2 separate regions of the Mus musculus genome follow, and region 1 is linked to region 2. Evidence: chromatin contacts called from public promoter capture Hi-C data. All regions are on one chromosome and are shown on one strand. The core of a region is the stretch at or near the end of the contact, and the rest is flanking DNA. Distances in the headings are between cores, read along the strand shown. Region 1 holds the start of Azgp1 (alpha-2-glycoprotein 1, zinc). Region 2 holds the start of Col26a1 (collagen, type XXVI, alpha 1).

Region 1 (3,005 bases), core at 129-2,628, 1.1 Mb before region 2:
ATCTACCCTACTAGTTTCTTTAGAGGCCCCTTACTAACGAAGATTTTTGGTATAGAATATACTTAACATTTTAAATATATATTTATTTTTTAAATTTTATACACACACACACACACACACACACACGTGTCTGTGTATCATATGTGTACAGTAGCAAAAGAGGACAGAAGAGGGTGACAGATCCCCTGGCACTAGAGTTATAGGTAATTATAAGCTCTTACATGGGTGTGGGAACTAAACACGGGTTCTCTTCAAGAGCAGTAACTACTTTTAACCACTAAGTCTTCTCTCCAGCCCCTTTAGAAAATACCTAACATTCAAAATACAATGCTTTATTATAAACGGGTATAAATAAATAGTTATGTAGCATTCTGAGAATGTACCAGTGTTTTAAAATTGGCTTGGTTTAAGAATCTTCACCCAAAAATTTATGTGCAGTGAACAGCCTTATTCCCCCATCCTGGAACTCATGTGGCTCCCCCAGATTCCCTCCTTCTTCTCTCCTAGAGGCTCTTGCCTTACCTCACTACAGAGGAAAGTCCTGGTTTCCTCATAGAGTTTTCTAACCTGCCTCTGCATTTTCCCCGGGGATCTCTTCCATTTCCCTCCAGAGTCAGACAAGTGTGTTCAGCCCAGGGAAGAAAGGGAGGGGAAGAGTAGAGGAAACTGTATGGTCCATAGTCAAGTCCACTGTCTGACTCCACTGTAAGAATAACACACCTTAGAGGCATCTACCATTTACTACACAGACCTCCAGCCCAATGATGGTAGTAACGGGTTTGCAAAGTTGCCAGTTACCATAGTTCACCCTTCTAGAAGCATTCGGGAAGTCACTGGACTTGTGTTAAGTAAGACCTTAAAGACCGTGGAGCTGAGGACTAGCAGTGTAGCTCAGTGCTTGCTCTGCATGCATGAAGCCTACAATAAAGAAAGATTTTTAAAAAGAATCCAGTAGACAGCATATGCTTGCCTTGAACTTTTGCACCTCTATCTGCCTCTAGCTCCCTTGTGTTGGGATAATAGGCATGAGATACTTGGTTTATGTGGTGCTTAGGACTGAATTGAAGGCTTCCTGCATCCACAACAAGCATCCTCTCAACCGAGCCACACCAGTCGTTCTCAGATTCATGAACTAAGTTAATTGGCAACGTTACAAACCCCTAAGTACTGGATATATGGGAATCCCAGGTACATGAAGGGTCCTTCGTGTGGCCCAACATTTTATTTTCTGCCTTCCCTTTGCTTCTCTCCCAATCTTCCTTAGTTTTGCCCACTCACCAGTCTCCTGAAAGACTGCAGGACCCAGAAGGAGAGGCAGGGACAGCAGGACAGGCACCATTGCTACGGTAGTGCCCGGGAGAACAGTCTACACAGGAAATGAGGCTCTTGCCTTGAGGTCTGGCATCCTGCCCGGGGGAGGTGATTCCACAGCCAATGAGAGAGGCTAAAGAAATTCCTCCCCAGAGAGCAATGAAAAGAGCCACACAAACAGGTTGGGCAGAGGTTTGATCACAGGGTTCACACACAGGAGCTGATAACTGAGAGCAGAGAAAGCCAGTCTAAGGATCATATGTGTCACCCATATGAAAGTATACCAGTGGAGTGGAGGTCTGTATAGTAAGTGGTAGATGTCTGAAAGGTGTGTTATACTGTGACATTCCTACCCTGGTGTCAGCAGGGGGATGTGGGTGTTGTAAGACCATGTAAGAAGAGATGAATTCTTCCTTCTAGAGAAGTTTTGAACATGTCAAAAGCGTGGACCTAGTAGACTACATCTTGTGAAACCAAGGGGAAACCTAAATGCACCCCCCAGCTCCCCTTGCTTTTAGTAGACTTTAATGATAGACCAACGGAGACAGGGTCTCATGTGTCCTAGGCTGGCCTTCCTGGGTAGCTGATAACGATCCTTCTACTTCCCAGGACCTGGGATTACAAGCCTGTGCTGCCATACTCGGTTTATGCTGTGCTGGGGATGGAACCTGGGACTTCACGCATGCTAGGCAAGCGATTTGTCAACTGAGCTACATCCCAACCTCTTAGTTGACTTTAAAGATCACTAATTTTGGAACTCATGTGGTTGAACGGTGTATTCTCCCACTAGCTTTGCTATGAAGGCTAGAAAGCCATTGAAAGTGGAGGCTCCAGGTGGCAAAGACCACCCAGACTAAGAGCTGCAGAGAAGAAAGCAGGTAGCCACTTTACCCTAGATAATGGGAAGACTGTGGGACATAGAGAAGAGCCACTCCCCCCAACCCCCAGGAGGAAAAGAAGGAGACATTCTCTGGTGACTTCAGTTAAAGGGTCATCTACAGCAAAACTATCAGGAAGGTAGTAATGTATTGCCACTGTGTGAGCAGTTAAACCAGGGAGTTCATTCAGGGTTTCTCTTGGTAGCAGGTTTATTGCATGGAGCACCAGGATTCATTGCACCCTTTGGATGATGTTAAGGTTAATACGATTGCCAGTTTGGTAGTGTCTAGAATCATCATGGAGATAGGCTTCTGTTGTCTCTATAAAGGATTTTCTAGACCGGGGTTAACTGAGATGCGAAGCCCCACCCCGGATGTGAATGGTACCATCCTATGGGCTCTGGTCTCTGACTAGATGGGAAAAGAGAAAGTGAGCTGAATGCCAGCTTGTCTTTCTGTGCTTCCTGACCGCAGGCGCAATGTGGCTGATGGCTTCATGTTCTTGCCACTGTTTCTTCCTTACCACGACAGAGTGTGTTCTTGAACTATGAGCCAAAATAAACTTTCCTCAAGTTGCACTTGTCAAGTGTTTTGTCACAGAAATTAGTAATTAATACCATATTTAATCTTTGTATGTATGTATGTATGTATGTATGTATGTATGTATGTATGTGTGTGTGTATTTATCTCCTATCTCCTATCTATAATATCTGCCTGTCTGTCTATTTATAGCTATTATTTCTCTATGTATGTATGAATGAATCTATCTATGTATCTATCATCCATCTATCTCTATATACAATCTATCATCATAAT
Region 2 (2,747 bases), core at 72-2,571:
TGTTGACTTGCTATCTGGTCTAATATAGTCCTATAGATACATAACTCACAGGTACCTTCTAGCATGGGTACCCCAATATATCACACTCAACTCTCTTTACCTTCTTCCCTAAATTGCCCATCCCTTCCCGAGAGTTCCTCCAATCCCAACTTAGTTCTTTTGTCTGTTACCAAGTCTTGTGATGTAGCCCAGGCTGACCAATACTCCTGCTTCCAACTTCCTAGAACTGGAATCGCAGATATGCACTGCCGTGCTCAGCCTGGCTCTGTTTTATTTTGTGGAATGTCCACCCTTCCCAAGTTCTCATGGGTCTCGGAGGCCGGGTTTACTCTTCACAGAGTAGATAGCCCCTTCATGGGATGCGCGTCTTAGACCTAGGACCTTTTTTCACACCCCCCATCCATGTCTCCCTCGGGCTCTGAAGGGTTTGGAGGACCCCCACTTTATGGGGAGGGGTGTTCAGCGCCTCCTCCCAAAGGAATCTGAAGTGTGCCTCATGGATACCGGCGACATTCAACAAATGGTTAGCTCACAGCCTCCTCTTCACCTGGATTTGAAAATACTCTTGTCTTCTAACCTTCCCTCCACACCGTGACTAACGAGAAAGACCAGAATATTCCACATTGCTGTCAACTGGCCTGTGCTGTGGGTGCTACTATCAGATGCAGAACCCCGTTTGTACTTTCTGGGTTACTGTTGTCACTATGAAGCTTAGGCTGGCCCCAAATTCACAATCAGCATGTGGAGCCTTGGGATTATAGGGGTCACTACCACACAAGCTAGGCTTAAGTGTGTGTGTGAGAGGGGGCTTATGCACACGCGTGTGCATGGGTAAATTGAGGCTAGAGAGTAACATAGGGTGTCCGGCTCTAGTCCTCTTGTTTTCTTACCTCCATTCAAGGTTTCCCTCACTGAACCTTGAGCCCGGTCAGAAGCCCCAGGGCTGGAGGCTCTAAGGATGGGGTTAAGTGTCATGGCAGGCTTTTTATATGGGTGTCAGGTTTCTGTAGCACACACTTTTACCACAGAACCTTGCTTAACTTTCCTTGAGTCCAAGATCTACCTCTGAAAAATGGAGATAGTGATATCTCACAGTGTCACGGTGTTTGATCAAAGACTGGGTACTGAGAGGGACCAAATCCTCCTCCACCTTGGTATGGAAAGTGCAAAATGTGTATAAGAGCCCACAATGTAAGATTTAGTGTTTGGAAACATGTGTGTCCCTGGGGGTACCCCCGGCTTGGTAGCCACCTCCTCAGTCCTGGACCGCTGAGGGTTAAAAAGAAAGACCCACGCCCCCTTCGACTGCGCAGAGCCCACCTCGCCGAATTTGAAAAGGCGGCCCTGGAGAGGCGTGGGCGCCCCCCCCCCCCAAGACGACTTCCACCTCCGACCCTGACTTCACGCCATCACCGGCTAGCTCCCTGCGCTCCAGCCTGGGGCAACAGGGTCAGTCCAGCGGTCTGGGGCACTCCTGATCGGCTCCCGGCTCCCGGGACCCTAGGTCCCCGCGGGAGAGCGGTGCAAAATGAAGCTGGTTTTGCTGTTACCATGGGCGTGCTGCTGCTTGTGCGGGTCGGCGCTGGCCACCGGCTTTCTCTACCCGTTCCCGGCAGCAGCCTTGCAGCAGCACGGCTACCCGGAGCAGGGCGCCGGCTCCCCCGGCAACGGCTACTCGAGTCGCCGGTGAGTAACGCCAGTGGCCGGGCCTGGGGGCACGATGGTTGGATCCCGGGACAGCGGGGGCTCGGAAGAGCCGTGACCGGGTACTAGTAACGCAGGACAGTGAGCCAGGGTCCCGGAGGGTTGGATCCAGCGACATCAGGGGCTGTGAAGAACATTGGCCCGGTGCTGGGGGACGCGGGATAGCGGACCAAGGACTGGACCACAGAAAAGGTGGTCGAATGTTAGGAAGCAGAGGCTCGACGGCGTGAGGGCCAGATCGTGGGACAACAGAGGATCCGAGGAGTTGAGGTCTGTTGGGTGTTGGGGTCGAAAGGCATCGAGTTTGAGGCGCCGCGGAGCTGGATCGTCGGGCAGTGGGGATTCTGAGGCGTAATGGCTAGGGGCTGGGGGCGCAGGAACTAGATCAAAGGACAGTGAGGACTCCGAGGAGTGGTGGCTGGATGTTGGGGTATTCAGGACACGGGGGCGTGAGAATTAGAGCCAGTGCGCGCTCCAAGGCGCAGTGACCCCCTGCTGAGTGCTCTGTGTTTGGGGACGCACCACAGAGACTAAGAGGCGAAGTGGTCCAGTGATTGGGAAGAAAGGACACGGGACTTGTACCACGAGGCCTGAGGGCACGGAGACCGAAAGCGAGATGGGGAACAGTGGGGTGGCCTCCGAGGCACAGTAGCCCAGTGCTAAGGACGCAGGCCTGGGGACTACGGACGCCTGGAACGCACGACCGTAGGAGCCTTGTGGTCGGGTGCAGGAGAGGGAATAGATATTGTGATCATTTGCTGGGACCCCGGGCCTAAAGAGTTCGGGGAGCCAACTTGTGTGAGAGGGGTTCTGGAAACCTGGGGCCTCAGACTTGGTGGTCTCCGGTCGCGCCCACCCGTCCTTTCCCTTTTTTTTTTTTTTTTGCCCTGTGCCCATCGGCCCTGGGCTTCGAATGGAGATGGCACCGACTTGCATCCGGGAGTCGTAGAGGGAGCTCCCGGGACTCACAAGACTCCGGGTTCAGTCCCCACGGAGTAGCCCGGCTCACCTGCGCGGCCTTGGCTTTGTGTTCTACAGTTCCC

Evidence for each region. Capture Hi-C pulls out chosen DNA fragments and counts their contacts.
Region 1: a promoter capture Hi-C map of liver shows a contact between it and region 2, with 2.7 times the contacts expected there. The contact joins the promoter of Azgp1 here to the promoter of Col26a1 in region 2.

The regions. Positions count from the first base shown.
Region 1 is chr5:137,979,894-137,982,898 of GRCm38.p6, reverse strand. It overlaps Azgp1 (alpha-2-glycoprotein 1, zinc), which reads right to left and starts at 1,378. Exons shown (of 4, transcript NM_013478.2): 1 at 1,279-1,378. The coding sequence starts at 1,339.
Region 2 is chr5:136,881,789-136,884,535 of GRCm38.p6, reverse strand. It overlaps Col26a1 (collagen, type XXVI, alpha 1), which reads left to right and starts at 1,321. Exons shown (of 13, transcript NM_001346699.1): 1 at 1,321-1,686. The coding sequence starts at 1,529.